Regions from separate parts of the Columba livia genome. Here region 2 is linked to region 1. Evidence: chromatin contacts called from public Hi-C data. All regions are on one chromosome and are shown on one strand. The core of a region is the stretch at or near the end of the contact, and the rest is flanking DNA. Distances in the headings are between cores, read along the strand shown.

Evidence for each region. A called contact is a pair of places that touch in the nucleus more often than the background predicts.
Region 2: a contact with region 1 is called in a Hi-C map of liver, with 2.1 times the contacts expected there. The contact joins the promoter of TNNT3 here to the enhancer-like site in region 1. A contact is called at or near these places in 2 of 2 Hi-C or Micro-C datasets (crop and liver).

Annotation. Positions count from the first base shown.
Region 1 is chr5:51,899,996-51,905,562 of bColLiv1.pat.W.v2, reverse strand. DUSP8 (dual specificity phosphatase 8) reads left to right here. Exons shown (of 7, transcript XM_065065102.1): 4 at 2,265-2,431; 5 at 4,677-4,836; 6 at 5,046-5,169; 7 at 5,561-5,567. Among named protein-coding and RNA genes, the nearest start is that of MOB2, 29 kb to the right of the region's middle. Within about 2 kb of position 2,877, at least 1 of the 3 cell types and tissues checked has an H3K27ac peak away from gene starts, as active enhancers do.
Region 2 is chr5:52,082,548-52,088,071 of bColLiv1.pat.W.v2, reverse strand. It overlaps TNNT3 (troponin T3, fast skeletal type), which reads right to left and starts at 2,224. Exons shown (of 14, transcript XM_065065165.1): 1 at 2,131-2,224. LOC135579608 (a long non-coding RNA gene) reads left to right here and starts at 3,286. Exons shown (of 3, transcript XR_010473062.1): 1 at 3,286-3,444.

The sequences.
Region 1 (5,567 bases), core at 1,628-4,127:
CCCCAGGCAGGGCTGGCGGGGGATCTGTGGCCGGGCAAGTGTCGGCAGAGGCGAGCAAGGGGGAGAAAGCTGCGTGCCACAACCTGCTTTAGCTGTGAGATCACCCTGCACTTCTGGCTTTTGAAGAGCAATACGAAGCTGTACACAGCCCTGGGCAGCTCTTGATGGGTATGAGTGATGGTGAGAGGATGAGGATCAGAGTAGCTGCTGATTCCCCAGGGCTGCACCCGTGTGCACTCTGCTCCTCAAAAAAGTGCTGGTTTCTTTTGGAAAAATTCCCATGTTGTTTTGCGTGACTCCAGGGGTCAAATCTGCACCCCAGTGTGCTGCAGGCTTCTTGAGGGTAGCTGAAGGAAGCCCTTCCTGCAGGGTTTCTTCTTGAGCATCCCTCAGGCATCAGCAGTCTGTGCTCAAACTTGGGGACAAAGCGGGGAGTTCACATGTGTCCATGCAGGGCTCTGGCTGGTGATTTACGCTCCTTGGCAATGGGGACACAGCACAGGGATGAGCAGTAACCGGAGCTGTGCTGCACCTGTGCTGGGCCTCCTGCTTTTGCTCTGATTTAATGTCCCAGTTGAGAGGTGATGTCATTTCAGAGGGAGCCAAAGAAAAGGAAGTGCTGGAGAAGATAAGGTGCTTTAACTCTACCCCTCCCATTTGGCCAGATTTTGAAGCTGGGAGCTGTCAGCCAGCTGCCAGCCAGGAAAACATAGGGGAGGAAAGAGATTGGTGGAAGGAGACCTTCCTCTTGGGGCAGTGGCAGCTGACACCAGGAACTGATGAGATGGAGGGTGGTGGAGGACCTCGTTTGTTCCTAGGTGATGTAAGCATGATTTTGTGCACTGCTCTGGCTTCTCCGTTAACTTCACCTCCCAAATACATGGGGTGAGTTGTTGGCAGCACCAATCGTACCCGGCCTGAGCCTGTGTGCCAGACCAGCAGCCAGGGAGGTGCTCCAGGAGGGTCAGCAGAAATGCTGGCAAGGTCCTGGAGAAGGTAAATTGAGAATGTGCAAAGCCTGCCCTGCTTGTGAAGGGGAGAGATGGGATGGAAAGTTCATTACCAAAGGTCCTGTTTATCTGTGGAGATGAGCCAGGGATTCCCATGGTGCTGATTCCATAGATTTGGACTTTCAGAAGGATCTTGTGAGGGCATCCTAGTCCCTCTGACAGTAAAAGGTGGTCAAGCACCACAGTCTTCTCTGCCATTTGGGTGATGTCAAGCTGCATCTGCTTATTCACATAAAAGGGAAAATCTCAAGGGACACTGGTTGGACCATCACTAGCCAGACCCAGCTCTACCCTGGAGGACAGGATCAATGAGTGAGAGCAAATCAGGATCACCTGTGGCCTTACACAATCACACAGGACATATGACAGCACTGGAGCTTTTCCAGCTCCCCAAGTTGCCCACCATGCAGGCAGGGCGATGCTTGCTGCCTAGTTCAGGTCAGTGCTCTTGCTGCTTGAGCTGGGAATGGGCTCATTCACATCTAGACCACGCTTTTGACCATGCCAGACACCGTGGTGATAGCTCTGGCTGTCAGATGCCACGTGCCGCGGACCCAGCTGGGCATTTCTCTTAATATCAGTCTTTGAGATGCTCAAGTTGATTATGATGGCCCAGCAGCTTGGTGTGGTAAATTGGGCACTGCTTGCTGTCACATTCAGTAAGATCAGAGCGTGAAAAACAGCAATGGCCTGCAGGTACTGATGTGTTGGTCCGGTCCAGTGTGGTGGAAAACATGGGCTTGGTGAGGCTGGGCAGAGGGGTCATCTCTAAGAAACTGCAATGTTTACATGTAGCCATTGCAACGTTTGGGCTTGATCTCCCCAGCCCCAGGAACTTTGTAGCTCAATGGGCTTGCTTGTCCTCATCCTGCACTGGTGGGTTTTGCTGTCAAAAAGTGACCCTGGTTGTGCTCAGAGCAGTAGGCAGCCAAGAAAAGGACTTTCTCTTCCTGGGATTTGAATGAAGTTGCAAAGAGCAAGAGGGGGTGCGGGATAACTCACACGTGGCTTAATATTCAGCTGCAGCAGGAAAAATCGAAGTTGGGTCTCCATTCCTTTCTTCATGTGTGTGGCACAGTCATCACAGTGTGTCTGCACTGCTTAGTGATGGCTGGTGGCTTTTTGCTCCCAAAAGCTCTGTTCTCAGTGTTGCAGGGGTATCACTGCTTTGTCTCCAGCCTGTGTCTTGGGATGCCAGGTACTGATGGTCTCAGCCTCACTGCTATGAACTCAATGTTCCCATTTTCTCCACAGGAGGCTTTGCCACCTTCTCGTCCTGCTTCCCAGGGCTCTGCGAGGGGAAGCCAGCTGCCATCCTGCCGATGAGCATCTCCCAGCCATGCTTGCCTGTGGCCAACATCGGCCCCACACGCATCCTCCCACATCTCTACCTGGGCTCCCAGAAAGATGTCCTAAACAAGGTATGGCCCAGTTGAGGGAACACATCTGCCCTGTCCCATCTGAGACCCCAACCATGCAGAAGGGTGAGGGCATTAAGGACTCTTCTCCTGCCCAGTGAGAGGACCACACATGCTCAGTCTGGCCCTACCAGGAGGCTAAAGGCAAGGAGTGCATAGGCAGAGCCTGGTAGAACTGGGGAGGGTGGTCGCAGAATGAGTCATCTTATATTGGTGAGCTTTGGGTTGGTCAAACTCTTCCCTAGTGCCAGTAGCAGGAGGAGCATAGCCAGGATAACACCTGAGCTTGGAGGGGGAGTTACCACAGCTGGAGGGAGATGTGGAACAGGAGCCTGCTTTGCACCCACCCACTTCACCAGGCAGGCTGCCAGATAACACCAATTTCAGCAACCCTGCGATCCCCTTGGGAGCCAGAGAGAGTGGGAGCAAGCTGGGATATTCAGCCATGGCAGTGCAGGGACAGGCTGCTCTGGCCAAGGGCTTGTTCAGGAGGCTCAAAAATGAGCAAAGTTTTGCTGTAGGGAAAGAGAAGAAAAGAGGAACAGTGCCCTTTTAAAGGTGCTGAAAGGGCTGTGCTGTGATGTCATGCCAGGGAAGGAATTTTGTTTAAAGAAAAAATAACAGCGAGAAGAAAGAAAGAGGAATTGCAGTTAAAATGCCACTGGGCGCCTGCCTACCACAGGCAGGAGGGAGCCAACCAGGCACCCTCGCCTGGGGCAGGCAAGGCGGGAGAGGGACCATGACGCCAGAGCAGGGTTGGAGACAGAAAGGAGGGAGAGTGAAATTATATACGGGGAGTAGAAGGAAATGAAAGAGAAAAATGCCAAGAATGTGAGCCTGGGAGCTGGGCTGGCTCCATTGAGCCGAGGCCGGGCTCTGCATAGGCTGCTGGGGTGGGCAGGAACCAGCTGCTGGAGAGCCAGGGCCGAAATCCCGATGTGGTCTCCTGAGGACCCAATGTCAGGCTGGGAAATTGATGGTTTCCTTCTCTCCCTGCCTCCTCAGAGGGTTTTGGTCATCTTTTGGCGCTGTGTTTTCTGCCATCGCCAGGATGTGTCCTGAGGATGCTCTATTCATAGGCAGCAAGAATGGGGTCAAATGCAGAGGCTGTGCATGGGCAATGCTTCTCCAGCACGTTGCAAAGGAGAGATCCCACATGGCAGCTCCACGCACTCTAACATATAGAAGAACGCTTATATCTCCATGTTTTCTCCTGTTTAATTCTGGGTCTTCCTTGTAATAGCACAGACCAGGCACTGAGACCCAGCAGCTGGCACAGATGTTCCCCTATTTTTTATAAGCAACCTGCTACCAGTTGTACAGGTGATACTTAGTCTGATGGGATGAGGAAAGAGACAGGTCAGATGAGTCATAAATTTGGTGTCATCACCACATATAGGTAAAGCTGACTGTAGCCTTGGGCGGGAAGTAATGGAGATTGGTGTGGATGCAGCAGTACACACCCAGCAAGCCAGTTTCCCGATGGATAGCCCGTGGGTTGAACCTCACCCCCTCATTGCAGTTTTTCATCTGACCCTATTTGCCTAAGGTCTCCCTTGTGCCATCTCATTTTGCTGAGTCAGAAAAATGGGCAGTGATGGTAGCATTTAAGTGGCCGAAGCAGAAAAGTCACAGACAACAAGTCCAGGTTCACTCCAGTGTCAGAAAGAGGGAAGAGATGGTTCCTCTTGCCACCTGCCTATGTCCTAACACAAGAGCATATGATCAGTGAAGAACTGTGAGCAACGAACAGATCTGTAAGAACTCCTGATGTGATTCTGAGAGGTGTGGGAGCAAAGACATGGGTTGACATTGGTCAGCATAGGGTGCTGCCAGTGACTCACACTACTCTGTTGGTGAGAGGCCTCCTCTCTCCCTCAGCTGTTACTTTCAAAGCTTTCAGTCAGAATTTCTGCTGATTTTCTTTCTTGTATTTGCCTCTTCTACTCATAATGGAGTTCTGAGGTTTTTCCCTCTGGGACCCCCTTCCAGGTATTTTTAGTCTTGCTTACTTTTACTTGGACCAATGCAAAGACCTGCTGAGGTTCAAACCTGTGTCATCTAAATTGACACAACCTTTTCAGCTGGCCTCTGCTGTACTACCATCTACTAGGTCAAGGCAGCAGTGGGAGACTCACAGGAGAAAACATCAGGATGGGAAAAGGCAAGGAGTGCATGGAAAGGCAGATCTTCAGCACTCAGTGCTTGCTGAAGTCAGCCATCCATTTGATTGCTTCTTTCCCACCAGGACTTGATGACACAGAATGGGATAAGCTATGTTCTCAATGCCAGCAACTCCTGTCCCAAGCCAGACTTCATCTGTGATAGTCACTTCATGCGCATTCCTGTCAATGACAACTACTGTGAGAAGCTCCTTCCCTGGCTGGACAAGTCCATTGAATTCATTGGTGAGCTTTTGTTAAAATGTTTGTGGACCCTCTAGTTCTCAGCCTTCAAGACCTGAACTCTTCTTGTGTCCTCCATGGTCTTTACTTCCAGCAGCCCTTGTCCTTTCACACAAAGGGACTGAGGGCTGGGGAGGAAGGCTAGAGTAATTTTTCCCACCATCTCTGACCACATCAATGTTTTTGTCTTTGTTTCCTCTACCATACCCCAGACAAGGCCAAGGTGTCCAGCTGCCAGGTGATTGTGCACTGCTTGGCTGGGATCTCCCGGTCAGCCACCATTGCCATTGCCTACATCATGAAGACCATGGGTATGTCATCAGATGATGCTTACAGGTGAGTTCTCCTCAGAGGGCAGGGAGGGGTGACACTGGTGTGCTTCACTCCAGGGAAGGAAAGCAGGCTGAGCACAGGAGAAGGGGGTGGGAGCTCCTTGAAGCTCTGTCTCGCCTTGGCTGAGTCACAGTGGAACCAAACCAAACCAAACCTCCCTTCATTAAGTGCATGCAATGAGGAATGGTTGGGAGCAGTAAAATGGAGGAGCAAGGCAGTCCCAGTTCTACCCCTGCGGCATCCCAAGACCCTATGATTCCTCATGACCCCTTTATTTAGAGAGTCTGGTTAGAAGGTCCTGGACAATACCTCTTCTCCCCAAAGAGGCTGAGAGAATAGGGGTGACCCACTGTAGGACCAAGCACCAACTGGAGCTGTCTATGCCTCTTGGCAGGTTCGTT
Region 2 (5,524 bases), core at 975-3,474, 180 kb before region 1:
CCATCATACCAACAGCCACCTGAGATGAGAAAGGCTCTTTGACGCCCAGCACTGTCCACGTAGGTAACTGTATCATCAAAGCAGCCAACAAAACCAAACCATATTTACATCCAAAAGGCAATAAAGCAAGCAATCTGCTAAGAGCAGTTAGGATTAAGTTCTCTGAAGGCAATGGAAAGTCTCCAGCTGGCTCAGGATTACCCTTGGGTGGAAATCACTTTACACACAGCAAATGCAGCCTAAGATTAAGGCTGTTAGCACCTTCAGGCAATAACTGGGTTTTGTTTGTACAGTGGCAGAAAAATGGGGTCTGGTCTTGACGGAGGTTTAAAGATGTAATAAAATCAATTAGTTAATACTGCCCACCATTTGGAAGGAAATCAAAACACATGGGAAAATTTCACCAAACCAAAAACTTCCTGCCTACTTTCACCCCTTAAAGGTAAAAGCAAAGATTATTTTCTTAATTTTGTTCAAACTGAGTAGGTCACAGCTGAAAGGACAAATACCCCAATTTTCATGAGCCCCAGGTGGGCAGGAACACCACATCCCTTTTGGCCCCAAATGCTCCTGCCCTTGGCTGAAAGAGCAGAGCCAGCACGTCCCAAGAAGCCTTGTGGCAGCTGAGAATGCACCCGGGAGGGGGAATGGGCTGCCATGCACCTCCAGGCCATCCCTGGAAATAACCCGCCCGTCAATCATTCCCTCCCAAACCAGGCCATACAAGGGAGGCAAGGTAGCAGGAACCCTAGGGAAAGGGGGGAGGACAAAAGTGGCCATGCACAGGCAATGGGACCTGGCAGGGACAACTATCTGGAGAGGACTAGGGGTGTGATCCATCAAGCACCACAAGGCCAAGCTTTCCCAGCAGGAGCCGCTGCAAACCCACTGCATCAATTTTCTTACATACATACAGATATTAAAATACCTGTTTATTATCTATAATAGATCTACTAAATATATAAATACACATATATACTTTTCTATATTAAAAGTATATTTTTAAATGTATATTTCTTCCATCCCTCTGCCTCCTCCCTTTATTTCTGGACTAGTACTTTCCAGCAGAAAGTGTTTCTCTCCCCAGGGGCTGGAAAGTGAAGGCCCCACCACAATGCTGCTGCAGGCTCCGACAACACATAGCAACATACCTATACCCTGCCCCAAAATGCATTTTTTATCCTTGTCTTTGGAGTGACATAATCTGTCTGATGCCTGCATGGGGTTTGCTGGGAACAATAAGGCTGAGAGAGAGGACTCAGAGACAAAAACTGTGCTTAGCTTATATCCCTTGCTTTTCCCCTGCTCTTGTGCCCATGAGGGACAGCTGCCTGCTGGCAATTACCTCTCTGGAGACCCCCCACACCAGCAGCACAGATCCCACCCAAACCACTGGCATCAGAGCCACCTGTGCTGGTGACACTCCTGCCTTTGCGGGATACCCCTCACCCCAGCAGTGAGGAGCTGTGCCCCGTGGGGCAGCCGCTGGGGGAGATGCCCCACATACAGGGGGTGGGCACCTGCACCGGACATGTAAAGCCATGCACACAGGGAGCACACCATCACCATTCTGAATGTAACCCCTTCCTCCTTTCCCTCCATGCACACAGGACGTTTCTCCCCCAATTTTCATCTTTTCTGTGAGAGGGGGCAGTTTTCCATGACCACATTTGTGTTTCTCAGGTCTCCCTCAAGCCCCACAGCACTACTTGTGTGCCAGCAGCTCCCCCATGGTTCTGCCCTTCAACTCTCCCACCTTGAACATCCCTTTCTCTGGATGACCAGCAGAGGTAAGGTCAGCATTTCCCCCCTGCTGCTGCAGGGAGTTTCCCAAGTGCCCTGAGAGATGTCACTGCATTTCCACCCCCACACCTTGGTTTTGGGAGGGTCTTTTCTCCCACCACTGATCCTTGAGAGTTCAGAGCACCCATGTCTCTGCAGGTGATACAAGCCTTGTGTGATGCCCAACAAAAGTCAGGAAAGAAAAGTACCTTTTCCTTAGGATCCAGTGCAGGATCCTGGATCCTGTGGACCCCAACCCTCCCATGATACTTTTCTATTCAAATCAAGGCTCAGCCCCTCTATGGTTTTACCTCCGCAGTAGCATCCCTTGCTGGGTCTCCCACTTACCTGGGAGGAACTGAGAGAAGCACTGAGCTTCCTGACGAAGGGGACAGGCAGGCTGGGATCTGCGAGCGTCCCAAGGTGATGCAGCTCTCAACTTATAGTGACATTTGATCCTCTGGAGGAGCCGATTGGCCCCAGATCCCCTGCGCTGGGCAGGGAAGGGAGCGGTGATGGGGCGGGGGAGAGACTGAGAGGGGAGCAAGGAAAAGGGGAAGAAAAGGTCATACCATGTATAGGAGCAGCTGGAGGAATTGCACAGATGATGCTAAGAAGGGAGGGATATGTTTGGAGGAAAAAAAAAAAAACACACAACAGTCCAGGGCTTATGTTTCTATATTTACAACCCCACCAGGCAGGCAGAGCTTAAAGAGGGGTATATGAGGCAAAGGCACCTCAGAAACAAATTGTGGGGCCCCCACAGCCTCATGTGGTGCACGGTCATGGCACCCCGGCTCTTGCAATCTCTACACACAGCAGCAGACTCTGCTCTCCCGGCTGGGAAGGGGCTCTTCCCTGCTGCCCTGGTACATGTACAGGGCTTCAGTTGTGCTACGGGGTTAGAACCTGTGCAAGGGCTTGGGGACCCTCTGCCATCCGACATCTTTGAAGTGAGCGGCCATGGGGCGTATGAGAAGTCAGTAGCACATAGCACATGTGTCACATGTGTGTTTGTGCATGGATGGTGTGCGGCATGCACCCACCTTTTGCTAAGACCACCAGGGCTCTACCATGCGTCAGGGCTTGAGGAGACCTGGAACAAAAAGCAAGAAAGGAGGAACGCAGCAAGAGAGCTTGTCTGACCTCAAGCCAAACTCAGAGCCCTTCTTAGCACAATAAAAAAGCATTATTTAAGTAATGACATCTTAAGGCAAACCCCAGATGGCTGGACCCCACGCAGAATCCACTATGTGCCTGCAGGGGTTTAGCTACCCCAGCACCCTCCGCAGTTGCATGGTAGTGCCGGTAGAGGATTGCAGTGCCTTGTACAACCCTCCAGCTTGCAGTTTCCATTTCACTAACCCTTACAGGCTTCAGCTCCCCATCTGCTCCCTCCCACCCCTCTCCCCTTGGCAGGGCTCCCCAGCAGTGTCCTCTGGTGTGCCTGGCAGCTCCAGCACCCCCTTTCTCCCAGCCTGCAGGGGCAGTGAAAAACTTTAGGAGCTGTGGAGCAGGCGATATTTTTGACCTGGGTCACAGATCCATTCCTGCCCACTCTTTCCCTGCCGCTTGCAGGAAAGGGTCCCCACATAACGATGTAGAGATGAGCTTTTAAAGACGAGGAGCGGGAGCACAGCGCTGCAGCCTCCCATTCAGCAGGTAACATGCACGAGCAAAAATCCCCTCTCCAGCTTGTATTCTCTGGCTGTCGGGCAGCTTATCCCCTTGCCTCCCTCCCACAACCCAGCTCGAGTCAGTGCTTTTGTTACTAATTGGGTGGGAGGGGGACAGTGCATCCATCCTCAGTGCCCTGGCTTTGGTCGGAAGGTTTGCTGGCTGGATGAGCTGTAGTGGACACCCCACACTGCCAAGGAGAGTGACACCCACATAGTGCTGCACGGCCAAGGCAGGTATTGTGGCCTGTGCTCCCCTACCCCAGCACTGCCAAAAGCACTAATGCAGTAAACCAATTTTCATGCTGCTTTTTCGGCACCATCAAGCATTTTTGCCATCTTCCGCTGGCTCGTTTTCCTTGGGTGCTCCACTAACTGGGCACGTCTCCAAGAAATACTATATTTGCCCCAACTGGCAGCAGAGCAGGGATGCATGGAAGGGGAGTCCCCCAGCTGTTTCTCCTTTTATGCATGCAGTGGACCCGGTTTGGCAATGGTATTCACCGGCCTCCTTTGCCTGCCGATTATAGACTGTCCCTGCTGCTGAGAGGGCATCGTGACTCACGTCTCCCACACCTGGGGTTGGATCAATCAGTTAAAATGGAAGCATGTGTGTGCAAATGCATGTAACGCCTGGGCTTCTGAGCAGATGCAAGGCTGAATGCTCCCATGCTTCCGTCTGGCCCATTTGCTGCCAGTCAGTTGGCAAGAGCAATGTGAGAATCTTGCAGGGTTGCACAGCCTCCACTGGAGTGTCCCTGCTTGTGCACCAGTGAGAGTGAAGCACTCCACATCACTCAAATTTCTCTCTAACCATCTTGAAAAAAAATGTAACATTGATGCAGGCTACAGGAATGACAGGTAACTAACCAGACATTTCTACCTGCTGCAGATCTGTTTTCACATAGGTGAGATGCAAACATTGCTACCTGCAGCATCTCCTCAGATCCTGTACACATGCCCCTGCACTCAGGTCAGTTCCTGATCTGGACATGTTGGGTAACTCCTCCAGACAATGTCCATCATTACATTATGCATTATGTCCATGCCCTGCCTTCCCCTTCACCACCCTCTATAATCATAGCCCATCTGCTTAGTACTGTTCCAAAGGACATCTGCGCATCCCATAGGCTGCCTCTGACAGCACCTTCATGTCCACATCATGCATCTTGTTTCCCGTCTCAGTGTGGTACAGCTCCTTCTTCCCCCAGGACTGAGGGGATCTGCTCCACCCCTCTGGAAGAGGGCTTATCTCATGCCCACATCCTCTGTTTGCTCTGTCATCATCTGGTTCACAACCAAGGCTCATTGCCCACAACTCATTTTATGGTTTATGTCACATGAACCAGATGAGAGAGAGATGATCCTGGAGGTTGCTTCCTTTCTACCAAAAGCTATCAGATTTTATTAAGTGAGGGCAGAGCAAGCACCTATCTTTGGAGAAGCCCCTCTTGACAGCTGCCAGATTAGGAGACAGCACCAAGGTCAAAGAACAGGCCTTGAACCAGGGTCCCAAACTGCATAAAGACCATCTACCTGCTCACCTCATGCCAGAGCCTTGTATGCTTTTACAGTGACAGCACCTCTATTTGGGAGAGGATACAGCAAACCAGTGTTCCTCCTTGAATAGGAACAGGAGGCTGGGGCAGAGTTCTAGAGAAGTTTCTCTTAGGTAACCTACCCCAATATCACATTTTTTTTCAGTAGGTAGGAGCACCCAGACGGGTTATTTGAGATGGGCCACAGGAATATATAGCATAGCGGGGCCACTTGCAGGGGAGCTGTAATCAGCCCTTCTCATCTTTTCTGGCTGTTGGCTGACCTATTGCAGCAGCCAGTGCACTAATGAAGAGATGTCTTTAAATACAGTGCACACACATTAGCCCCAATAATTTTACAAATTGCATAGAGATGCACACTTTTGCCAAGTGTTTGTAATACCCTCAGCCCCCATGTGCATTGCACACCGGTCAGTGGGCAGCATTTCCATGGATCACTGCCTCCTGCAGCTGGATGGTGCTCAGCCAGCAAGCTGAAAAAGTGCTGTAAAAGTTCATCTATAAACC